2 separate regions of the Mus musculus genome follow, and region 1 is linked to region 2. The links are chromatin contacts, called in public capture Hi-C maps. All regions are on one chromosome and are shown on one strand. Each heading gives the region's core, a stretch centred on a gene start, on an enhancer-like site or on the middle of the called end of the contact. The rest is flanking DNA. Distances are from core to core; before and after follow the strand shown.

Region 1 (6,027 bases), core at 1,397-3,896, 560 kb after region 2:
GGCCCGTGCTTTCCAGCCCTGGGGACGCAAAGCCCAGAAACTTGGCTTGAAAGTGGTCTTCCAGTGTCCCGCCCACCTGCCCGTTTTCCAAGAGGTGCCCTTGTGCTGTGGGTTGTTGATGAGTGACTGGTTTTCCATAACTAAGTGCTAGGAATTATTCATTCTGCTTTGTCTTGGGCAAGAACATAGTGACTCTGCATTGATTCTGGGTTCTCTGATGGACAGAGCTCAAGACTTATTGAAAAAAACAAAAAAACAAAAACAACAACAACAACAAAAAAAAAACCCAGGGATTGGAGAGATGGCTCAGGGCCACTCTTGCAGAGGATCCAGGTTCATTTCCCATCCGTGTTGGGAGTGTCACAACTTCCTGTAGCTGTAGGTATGGAGAGTCCAATGCCCTGTTTTTGCAGACCTCAGTAGGAACGTGCAGACAAATGACTCGCATGCACACTCAAACACATTTACATGACCCGTGCAAATTAAAACCAGGGCTTCCTTAAACACTAGAATTTGTTCTTTAGAAAATGACACGGGATATGACAGCTTAAGGGCAGAGGAGGCACAGCACACATCTAATCAGAAGCCAGCAGCCTCGGCGGTGGGTGATACACAAGGCCAGGTGTAGTGGAAGCTGAAGCCGCTTCCATCTAGGTCCCACTTCACTCTGCTGTTCACCACCGAGAAACTTCAAGGTTTAGGCCAGAGAACAACCTGGCCATGAACCAGTACGGCAGTGCGCTCCACTCACATGAACAGGGTCAGAAGTGGTGCACATGTGGGTGCATCAACTGGACTTCTTCCATAATCAGCTTGGCTCTTCTCCTCTGGGTTTGTTTTGACTTTTTTTTTTTTTTAAAGATTAGTGTATGTAGCATAGACTTGCCTTAAAACTACGTAGCCTAGGCTGGCTTTGGACTGTCTGTCCTCTTCCTGTGTAACCCAGGCTGGCTTTGACCTGCTGGTCCTATACTTTAGCCTCTCATAGATCTAGTATTACAGGAACTGCCATGACACTCTGCTTCTGGGCTGTGTGTGTGAAATAGCGTTACTGAGATGTAATTCAAAGAGTAAAAGTGTGCCATTGGTGGATTTGATAGACATTTGTATCTGTGATAGCCGTACCAAACAAACATCTTTTACAAGGGGAACACCTCCACTTTCCTATCCTTCCTAATGGTTCCTGGTGCTCAGGTCCCCTGTGCAGGCGGTGTCTTCCTTCAGTCTCAAGTAAGACTTTATTTATTTATTTACTTACTTACTTATTTTTGGTTTTTCGAGACAGGGTTTCTCTGTGTAGCCCTGGCTGTCCTGGAACTCACTTTGTAGACCAGGCTGGCCTCGAACTCAGAAATCCGTCTGCCTCTGCCTCCCGAGTGCTGGGATTAAAGGCGTGCGCCTCCATGCCTGGCAAGATGTGATCTTGATGGAAGTTCAGCCCTATTTTAACAGTTTCATATAAATGAGGCTTATTGACAACCACTTGGGCTGGGTCATTGTGTTATGAAGGCCTTCCTTGCGTGATAGGATGCTTGACAGAGTTGCAGCCTGCCGATAAGTGTCCCTTTGAGAGCAGAGTTGCCCCAGGCTGAGCGCCTGGTGGATCATTGCTTTCCTGCCTGGCTTTCCCCTTAAGCAGGTTCCTTAGAGGTTGCACGCACACTGCTGAGAATAGGTGTTCCTTTACATTTGTCTGTTTTGACGAAAGGACCTCTCGATGTAGCCGACATAGTCTGTTATTTGCCCTCTCGTGGCGGGCACAGTGCACTGTCACCTGCGTAGGGTGAGTACTCTTCTCTTTGAGGAGTGGGTGGTAAGTCAACTCTTCAACAGGATGGCTTTCAAAGGACTAGCCAACTCACGGGCTTCTCCAGTGCTCTAGCTCCTGACAGCTGCCTGCCCCACGGGCCTGGAACAGTATTGGGTGTAGTCCAGGGGTCTTCAAATCACTCAGGAGCCCCTTCTTACAGCCAGTTAAGTATTCTGCAAGTGTCCTCGGCCCCACTGGGCTTTCTGTCCCTGTTCCCCTGCCGTAGTCTGAGTCCCTGGAACTAGCTACTCTGCTTAGGTTCCCACCTGGTGGCCATGGATACTGCAGATGTTTTCTGACAGAGGCGTTAGCAGGATGTGACTCATGCTGACAACAGGCTTTGTGGATAGTAAATGGAGCTACCCCTAGCATAGCCAAGGCATAGGCACTGTGGCAAGTGTCTGCGGGCACACTGCTGACACTTCCTGAGATGGTTAGGGGCTCTGGCCGCTCTGCAGAGCAGCTGTTCTCTGTACTGGGCACATTCTAGGACTCAGGGAGGAGGCACTCAAGTCTGTCCTCAAGTCTCTGAAGTATACTTTTATTTTGTTGTCCAGCATATGTCACCTTCTTGTCACTTATTTCCCAGGAATACTCTTGTTTCTACCCCAATTTATGAGGCTCCCTCCTCCTCCATACTCTCTGTCACTTATGTCCCAGAGGGTGGGGGGTTGCTACAGTAACCGTGGCACACCCTGTTTTTCTAAAAAGCTTTCCTGGCAAATGGCAAAGGGCATTCTTTGTCTGTGTCACGTGCACATATACCCTCTGTGGCCCAGCGCCTGCCAAGCCTTGGTTTTGTTATGAATGTTCACAAAATGCCCTAGCCAGCTCTTTCCACCCGCTTCCACTCTGGGCTGGCCTCTGCAGACTGAGCTCAGACCTAGACCAACGTCTTACCCCAGGGCTAAGAAAAAGGAAGAAACCAAGATTTGGCTTGACTGCCTGCCAGAGCTGGGTAGTGCCCTGCCTGAGGGCCAGTTGGGAGGTGGCAGAAAGGCATGGTGCAGCGGCAAGTGTGTATCCTATCCCCCTTGTGGGGACTGTTCTCGACTGCAGTTGCATCTCAGGCCACAGCATGACCTTTGATCTGTCGCCCAGCCTGTGCTCTGGGTGTGTCTAGTTAAAACCACTGACATCTACGAAGCCCAGGCTGTACTTATGCTTTAAGACTGCCTCAGGCCTGACCCCTGGCCTCAGTGTGTTCATAGTGTGCACAGGCCCGATCCACAGTAACTGTCCTGGAAGTCATTAGAGTCTCCAGGGTCTTGAAGGCCTTGTCTTACTCAGCACAGGGATGGTAACTATGCAGAGATCAAAGCACCTTATCTGCTAAGAAGAAAACATTAACCCATGCTGGGTGCACAGTGCACACTTGCAATCCCAGCCAATCGAAAGGCTGAAGCAGGAGAGTCCCTTCTAGGCCAGCCTGGGGCCCTAAATGAGGGGTTTCCCCCTACACACACCTAGTTTTTCTTTTTTGTTTGTTTGTTTTTCCCTTTTGTTTTGTTTTAATCTCTTAAGACCTGGAATTATTTTAGAATCATGACCGTAGGGGAGGCTCAGCAGGTAACACATTCTGCTCATAGACAGGACCCATGTCTGGGGGTTACAACCTCTGATAAATGTCACCTCCAAGGGATCTGATGCCTCTCTGGACTCCTAGGGTACCACACACAGACATGCCTATAATTTTTAAAAAGTAAAATCTTAAAAAGAAAAAAAAAAAAACAGCCTTGGACTAGAGACCAGGAAGACCATGCCACCCTCCGCCTTCCCCCAGACCCCCACCATGCCACCCTGCACCTCCCCTAGCCCCACCCCCGCCACCCTGCGCCTCCCCCAGCCCCCCCCCCCCGCCATGCCACCCTGCGCCTCCCCCCAGCCCCCTGCCATGCTACCCTAAGCCTTCCCACAGACCCTCTTCAGCTCTCTAGAGCTGTTCCTAGGACAGGCTTAGAGAAGGGCCTGGCACACAGTAGGTCCCCCTGCTGGGCTAGATGCTATTGGTGGTGGCTTTTTGGTGCTTGCCTTCCTCCTGCCCCACCCTGTGCTGTCTGCCACTGTTTGCACATTGTATGGTTCTTTTCATGAGGAATGTTTCAAAGAGCATGACAGAATCTTACAACAATCAGCCCATTGTCTGTGTGCTCCAGAGCCGACTCTGAGGTCCTGGGGTGGCCGGAGGCTGTCAGGGAAGGGAATGGGGAGAGAGGAGGCGAGGCTTGGGTGGGCAGTGTTCTGAGGGGATTGATTGCCCTCGGGAGTTGTGGTTCTTGTGTCAGAATCAGGCCTTTTGTTCAGGTCTTTTTATGCACAAGCTATTTGGGACCCAAAACCTTAACACAGTTTCTTATAGCCAAGGCAGGACAGACCCAGACCAACCGGAAAGGGCAGTGCCAAGTATGAAGCTGACACATGTCTCTAACAGCTCTGAGTTCAGTGTCTTCCACATTGGCAACCTGAGATTGAGCTTAGGCAGGACTGAATTTATACTGTAGAAACTGGTAAATGCTTTGGATGGTGGCTCCTCCCCTTTCCCTCCCCCAGCGCTTCTCCAGGCATGCTCTTTCCCTAAAAGTCAGTCTCTGGAGCTTGGTAGGATGTGTTATTTACATGTGTCCCCTCCACCTCAGCTTCCCTTCTCCCAGGTTGACACGTAGCTGGCCATTGAGATCAGCTCAGGGAACACTCTCCAAGAAGCCATCGGCCACCTCCCCTTCTGCTTTCTGCTGAAATTGCTTTGTGCTTGTGCTTTTATGGCCCCTGGCCTTTCCTCTCAACACAAGGTTCCCTCTGCTTTCTCAACAGCCTCCTTTTCTGAAAGGGTTCGCAACATGTCACCCGATGAAATCAAGATCCCACCAGAACCGCCTGGCAGATGTTCAAATCACCTACAAGTAAGCACAGGTCTGGCTGCTGAGGCCCATGTGGCTGAGATGGCCTGGGCTTTGTCTGCTTGTGCTGTGTCCTTCAGAGGCCATGGCAGGGAAAGGGATCAAGTCACGATGCTGCTGGGTAGGCAGGAGCCTGCAGTCTCAGATACTTCCTTTAAGCCAGAACTCAGGAATTGACACCCATTGCCACACCTGCCATATGCTGTCCTCTTGTGTCCCTGGTCTGCCCTCACTGAGCCAGGGCACTTCTCAGGGAAATTTGCCAAGAAACTGAGGATCCTTCAGGATGTAAAACAAACTGCAGACGTGTACCATGTAGCGCTTAGATGTGTACCATGTAGCGCTTAGATGCGGTTTCCGTCCCTGTGTTCCTGATGCAGCAGCTTCTGCCCTCAGACCTGACCTAAGGCCTTAAGCGCCTGAAGAACAGAAGCTGTTCATCTGTGCAGTCGACCCATGGGACAGAGCTCAGTACAACTGAGAGTCCACCTGTGTGGTTGCTGCTCCTTGTTCCTCTGTAAGTTCCCCCGAGAGTGGGATGTTTCAGTTAACAGCAGGGCAGATGCGCAAGGCTGCATGACTGTGGACCATTTCCACAGCCCTGCCTTTGATCCCAAAGCTTCTTCTGGGCGCCCCCAGCTGTATAACAAGCCCATGGCACCACCCAAACGGATGCATGACTAATGGGTCCTCGGGCTGGAATGCAGCAGTCCAGGAGAGGGCCAGAGTCAGGACTAGGGCACAGCACGGATTTTCTTCCTTTCCCAGAAGTCTCCTCCCTTGGCTAAGTTGTCTGCCTCCCTCCCCTTTACCCCCACCCCAGGATGGCGTCAGCCTCCATGCCAGACAAGTTCAAGCCTGTGAGGACAGTACCAAGCAGAAGCAGCCACCCCAGCACAGCCACCCCAGCACAGCCACCCCAGCACAGCCACCCCAGCACAGCCACCCCAGCACAGCCACCCCAGCACAGCCACCCCAGCACAGCCACCCCAGCACAGCACAGCCACCCCAGCACAGCCACCCCAGCACAGCCACCCCAGCACAGCACAGCCACCCCAGCACAGCACAGCCACCCCAGCACAGCACAGCCACCCCAGCACAGCACAGCCACCCCAGCACAGCCACCCCAGCACAGCCACCCCAGCACAGCCACCCCAGCACAGCCACCCCAGCACAGCCACCCCAGCACAGCCACCCCAGCCACCCCAGCACAGCCACCCCAGCACAGCCACCCCAGCACAGCCACCCCAGCACAGCCACCCCAGCACAGCCACCCCAGCACAGCCACCCCAGCACAGCCACCCCAGCACAGCTCTCTTT
Region 2 (6,302 bases), core at 191-2,690:
ATGCCCAGAGTCATCCTCTGGCCTCCACATGTACCCACACACGTGTGGACATGCATACAGGTTCACAGATACAAAAGGATCAGAGCTGGCTGAGGAGGAATGGTTGGCTCAGCCTGGGCTGTACAGGAGAAGGGCAGGCCCTTGGATCCGGCAGAACCTTCTCGGACTTTAACACCAGACAGCAAGCTCAAGGTTGTCTGTTTGTCCTTAACTCGATGGCCTCCATCTCTGAGGCTCCCAAGCTGCAGTGAGGAGGTGTCCCTAGCTCCTGAAGACTCTCCACCTTGGTGGGGGAGAGGGGGACGTTGCAATGAGACAGAGATGGCTAAGAGGTTAAGAGTGCTTGTTGATCTGGGCCCAGAGTTTGGTTCCCAGCACTCACAGTGAATGGCTTACAGCTCACAATCACCTAGTTCCAGGATCTCCAACTCCACCTACACACACACACACACACACACACACACACGCACACACACACACGCACGCCTAAAAATCAATCTTAACATATTGGTTGTGAGCCTAGCATTTAGTGGCTGAACCATCTCTCCAGCCCTAACAATTTTTACAGAAAAAATGTCTCCCATGCATATCATTCTATTCCAGGCTGACAGAGACCATTGAGCGCCTGCAGTCCCAGGTCGAAGAGCTACAGGCCCAGGTGGAGCAACTTCGAGGCCTGGAGCAACTTCGGATTCGCCGGGAAAAACGGGAACGCAGGAGAACCATCCATACCTTCCCCTGCCTGAAGGAGCTGTGCACAAGTTCCCGGTAGGCAAGGGCCCTGGTGTGTCATCTTAGAGTCCCGAGAGAGCTGGCTGAGGGATGAAGGAGGAGATGCATGGTGGACAGTGGCTGGGAAGGAGGACCGTTTGGTCCAAGCCCTCAGGATGCTTGCTAAGGACAGCCATTGGTGTTACTAACACAAGCCATTTGCATCCATTTTCCCTACTAGTCAGATGAGAAAAACCTTCTGACCTCGGAGGAGTTAAGCACTGTATTTATACAGGCACGCGCTCAGAATGTGTGCTATGCCTAAATGGATCCCCATCCTAGTTAGGAGAAAGAGATAAAGAGCAAGGTGAGGCTGGCGATGTAGCTCAGTGAAAAACCTGCTTGTCCGACGCTTCACTGTGTCTCCCAGTGCGGAAAAATCCTGGATCAATCTGTATAGGTCATCGTACTCAGACACACTGTGGAGGGATAGTTAGAGGGGTGGAGGGTGACTGAGAGAGGCCAGTGTTTGACCACCTACTGCTGCCTGCCTCCCCCCCCTCCCCCCGCCCCCAGCAGATGTGAGGATGCCTTCCGCCTACACAGTTCCTCTTTGGAGCTGGGTCCTCGGCCGCTGGAACAGGAAAACGAACGGCTGCAGACCTTGGTTGGGGTGCTCCGTTCCCAGGTGAGCCAGGAGCGACAGCGCAAGGAACGAGCGGAACGTGAGTACACGGTGGTGCTCCAGGAGTACACGGAGCTGGAGCGACAGCTGTGTGAGATGGAGGGCTGCCGCCTGCGCGTGCAGGAGCTGGAGGCCGAGTTGCTGGAGCTGCAGCAGATGAAGCAGGCCAAGACCTACCTGCTGGCCCGGGAGGAGCACCTGGCTGAGGCTCTGCTGGCGCCCCTCACTCAGGCCCCTGAGGCCGATGACCCCCAGCCAGGCAGTGGAGATGACTCTAATGCCCAGGATGGTGTCTCCTCGCCTGCCGCTTCCCCCAGCCACGCAGTGCGCAAGAGCTGCAGTGACACGGCGCTCAATGCCATAGTGGCCAAAGACCCAGCCAGCCGCCATGCTGGCAACCTCACGTTGCATGCCAACAGTGTGCGCAGGCGCGGTATGTCTATCCTGCGGGAGGTGGATGAGCAGTACCACGCGCTGCTGGAGAAATACGAGGAGCTACTGAGCAAGTGCCGGCAGCACGGTGCCGGAGTGCGGCACGCGGGGGTGCAGACCTCACGGCCCATCTCCCGGGACAGCTCCTGGAGGGACCTACTGGGGGGCGAAGAGAGCCCGGGAGAGGGCAAGGCGGGTGAGAAGAGCCTAAGCCAGCACGTGGAGGCTGTGGATAAGCGGCTGGAGCAGAGCCAGCCGGAGTACAAGGCACTCTTCAAAGAGATCTTTGCCAGGATCCAGAAGACCAAGGCCGACATCAACGCCACCAAAGTCAAGACACACAGCAGCAAGTGACCCCTCTCTAGGCCTGTCGCCTCCCTCCGCCTCCCGACCAGAGGGGTCCCTCATGCCTGGCTGGCAGCCTCCTGGCAAGTGAGAAAGCCCTTTATGCAGCAATATATCATAGCAGGTGGCTGGGGACACTGCATATTCCCTGCTGGTGGCTCGGCTCACCTGTTCTGCCTCCCTTGGCCACTTTGCTTCAGCTCAAAGGCACAGCTCAGTTTAAAAGCCAAACACACTCCCCACCCCGCCACTGCCACTCCACCACTGTCCCTGGGGGCTTTTCAGCTCCCCCAGCCCTCAGCTTCTGGACCCCAGGCTTCACCCTCAGATTGCTGCCAGTCTTCTGCAAGCCTTTCTAGCTTTGCCCTCCAAAGTTGTTTTTGTTTTTTGGTTTTTTTTTTTTTTTTTTCTGAGAGATTTGCAATGCAAGGCCTCCTGAAGCCTTGTCACAACTGGAAACACTTGAAAGGGGACCTCAGAGCCAGCCATTGCTGGTGTCTGGAGTCTCCCAGACCACTCACTGCTTCTTGCCAGTTATGACTGTCATTCCCTTCGCACCAGCTGTACCACTCCCAGAGGTCTGAGCAGGCCACAGATAGCCCCCACCTTGCAGAGCAGGAAGTTTAGCCAGGCTCGAGTGTATCCCCTCCAGCCCTGGCAAAGGGCTTCTGCTCACCACAGATCTATAGCCAGTCTGAATAGAGGAAGAGAGAACCCCACAACAGCCATACACGGGTAGTGTCCCTTTCCTCTCAGAGCCAAGTTCCATTCCTGGAGTTATCCTCTAGGCATGAAGCCTTCCAGGGGCCGGGATGGTAGGGAGTTTCACCCCTTCCTCCCTCCCCAAGCCTGCAAACCACCTTTGCTTTCATTCCTTTCTCTGCGCCTGCCCCCATCTCAGGGACCATGATGTCTCATCCAGTCCTCTCTTCCTCAGGCCACCCAGGGACAGTTCACATCTGCAGCCTTCAGAATGTCCTGTAGGAGTGTCACCAACCCAGGTCCAAGTGTTCATGCCTGTCCTTCACCAGGGACTGTAGGACCCTTACTTGTTTTGTTTGGTTGGGCTTTGATCTGTTTTTTTGTTTTGCTTTGTTTTGTTTTGTTTTTTTGAGACAGGGATTCTCTGTGTAGCCCTGGCTGGCCTGGAACTCACTCTGTGGACCAGGCTGGTCTCCAACTCAGATCCTCCTGCCTCTGCCTCCCAAGTGCTGGGATTAAAGGTGTGATCTACCACTGCCGGGCCCTCATGTTGCGTTGTGTTCTTAAGTTGAGGAAGAACTGTCTCCTCTTCCACCTTTCTACAGAATGCCTCTTCTTTACCTCCCGCCTCTATGGGGATGACTTTTGAGGCCCCACCTGGGTCAAGGGTTCAGTATTTTAGTCTAAAACTTCAGAAAGTCAAGCATCACTTAAGACATGCCCAGGGCTCCAGCTTGCCCTCAGCAGTCCTTCAGGACTTCTGGTTCCTTCCGCCACCCTTCTCAAGATTCTAGAAATCAAAGGAGCCATACAATCCGGCAGGAGGCAGTGACTGTGGTCTCAGTGCTGGGAGCCCAGGAGGAACCGTCATGCCTTACCTCCTTCTAATGGGTAAAGGGGCTTTCTTATCAAGCATGTCTGACATCCCTGGAGAGGCTACGCTGTTCCAGGTGGCACTGGGATGCCAGTTGGCAGCTGGATCCTTCTGTTCACACGACTTGGAACCTTTTGTCCTTTGGGGCTGGGCACCTCCAGACCCTCTGTGTGTCCCTGTCATCTGGGGATGGGGAGGAATTCAGGCCTGTTCACTTCCCCAGTTCTGTAGCAGCCGATCAGCGTCACCTTTGAAGTATACATGAGAGAAATATATTTACAAATGCTTTATTCTCTTCTTTAATAAAAAGTGCACCGGTATTCTAGAAGTCCAAGTGACCCTGGGTCTATCGTTTCGCCTCCGAGTCTCACGGGCCCCCTGCCCCTTGCCATGCAGCACTGCGGATGACGGGTGTGTCCTTTGAGGTTGCTTTGTGCCCTGAAATCTCAGCGTTCTCATGACTACTCACCTATGATTAGACAGCCTGCAATCAGCCCTCAGGAAAGTCTGTGTCTATGAAGAGCCTGCTATGCCAAGCACTCTGGTCAACAAAGCACAAAGGGTCTGGATCGCCCTAGAGTTTACTTTCTGGCTTGGGGAGAGTCCCCCCAAAGCAACTACAAATAAAAGCAAGTGACCTAACAATGGGGGCAGGAAGGTGGAGCTCTATCAGACACAGCATTCATGATCAACAGTGTGGGGGGAGTGCTTGTCATTTTGAGACAGGATCTCATGGACGTTAAGTTAGACTGAAGCTTGCTATGCAGTGAGTGATGAGGGTGGCCTTGAACTTCTGACCCTCCTGCCTTTACTTCCCAAGTGCTGGGATTATAGAAATTTGCCACTACGTCCAGTTTCTCTGGTACTAGGGATTGAAGCCAGGGTTTTGTACTTGTTAGACACTGTCACTGGACCACACCCCCAGCTTCTTCCTCCCCCTCTCTCCCTCTTCCTTCTCCTCTTCTTCCTCCTCCTCCTCCTTTCTTCTTCTTCTTCTTCTTCTTCTTCTTCTTCTTCTTCTTCTTCTTCTTCTTCTTCTTCTTCTTCCTCCTCCTCCTCCTCCTCCTCCTCCTCCTCCTCCTCCTCCTCCTCCTCCTCCTCTTCTTCCTCTTCTTCTAGACATGGTTTCGGGACTGAAGAGATGGCTCAGCAGTAAAGAGTACTTTTTGTTCTTGCAGAGTACCTGGGCTCGGTTGCCAGCACCCAGATCTCAATTATCTGTACTCTAGTTTCAGGGGATCCAATGCCTTCTTCCGGTTTCTGCAGGCACCAGGCATACACATGGTACACATATATATACATGCAGGCAAAACACTCACACTCAAACAATCAAACAAATGAAAAAACCCAGACAGGGTATCACTGTGTACACCAGGCTGGCCTGGAACTCAGAGATCCACTGACCTTTGCTTCCCAAATGCTGGGATTAAAGGAGTGCACCACTGTGCCCTGACCCCACCTCTTATCTTAATCTGTGTAGATCGTAGATACAATATATGAGAAGACAGGTTTTTAAAAAGTCATAGAGCGACCCACAAAATGGCTCAACATGTAAAAATGACTCTATGTCCTCTGACTTCCGCAACAGCTTTGGCATGTAAAATAAATGTAAAAAAATAAATGTAATTTTTTTTTAAGTCATAGAGGCCTGCTGTAAGATGGCTCGGCATGTCCTGGTAACATGAGTTTGGGCCCCAGAGTCCATGTAAAGTAGGAAGGAGAGAAGCCCACTCCTCGAAGTTGTCCTGACCCCCTCGTGTCCACAATCACAGGCGTGTGCCTCCACACCAGGCCTTCACTTTCTTACTGCACTTAGAGTAGGCATGCCTTTCTGAAAGCTTCAGGGACCCAGAACTCTTGGTCGCCACCCTCATCCCTGGTTCCGACACTCCTAAGGTCTCGTTGCTTCAGTCTTGGGTCTCAGCATCATCACACGGAACAGGAGATGCCTGTGACCATTCTTGTCCGGTGTCCCTCTATTGTTATTGAGAAATGATTTTTGCCAGGCATGGTGGCACATGCCTTTAGTTAGGGGGCAGAGGCAGGCAGATCTCTGTGAGTTCAAGGCCAGCCTGGTCTACAAAGTGAGTTCCAGGACATCCAGAATTGTTCCACAGAGAGATCTTGCCTTGAAGAATCCAGGAGGAGGGGTTTATTATGCGAAATAAGTGTGCTGGGCTGTAATGTTTAGCCCCTGTGGCCTTACAGGAATTTGCTGGGACTTCAGAGCTTCCATGGTACTGGGAGTTTAGGTGTACAGCTTATCACACTTGGCTCTGCCTTCCCTTTTCAATAGCCTTCTTTTCAAACCTACTTAGACAGTTTTCACCTACAATTTTTTTTATTGTGAAAAAATATATACATATTTAGAACTAGCCTCCGGGGCTGAGTTTGGATCGTCCCCCTTTTGCTGGCAACACCCAAAGTCCCGCTGGTGAGGAGCCAGTTGAGCACACGCCCTCTTTCAGTCCAGCTGGGAGGTGTTGCTCAACACCAACCACACACAGCTCCCTCCAAGTCTGTTCAAGCTCTTAACCCTGACTTCCGTGAGGA

Evidence for each region. Capture Hi-C pulls out chosen DNA fragments and counts their contacts.
Region 1: a contact with region 2 is called in a capture Hi-C map of embryonic stem cells, with 2.0 times the contacts expected there. The contact joins two enhancer-like sites. A contact is called at or near these places in 1 of 39 promoter capture datasets (pre-B cells) and 1 of 9 other capture datasets (embryonic stem cells).

What each region holds. Positions count from the first base shown.
Region 1 is chr11:115,952,740-115,958,766 of GRCm38.p6, forward strand. It overlaps Sap30bp (SAP30 binding protein), which reads left to right. Exons shown (of 11, transcript NM_020483.3): 5 at 4,622-4,710. Among named protein-coding and RNA genes, the nearest start is that of Gm39474, 13 kb to the left of the region's middle. Within about 2 kb of position 2,647, at least 176 of the 459 cell types and tissues checked have an H3K27ac peak or open chromatin away from gene starts, as enhancers often do. A contact at or near this core is called in embryonic stem cells, where this site is marked.
Region 2 is chr11:115,392,056-115,398,357 of GRCm38.p6, forward strand. Cdr2l (cerebellar degeneration-related protein 2-like) reads left to right here. Exons shown (of 5, transcript NM_001080929.1): 4 at 604-768; 5 at 1,291-4,077. The coding sequence ends at 2,182. It overlaps Gm32013 (a long non-coding RNA gene), which reads right to left. Exons shown (of 3, transcript XR_880312.3): 3 at 5,384-6,302. Among named protein-coding and RNA genes, the nearest start is that of Gm32013, 6.0 kb to the right of the region's middle. Within about 2 kb of position 1,441, at least 19 of the 459 cell types and tissues checked have an H3K27ac peak or open chromatin away from gene starts, as enhancers often do. A contact at or near this core is called in embryonic stem cells, where this site is marked.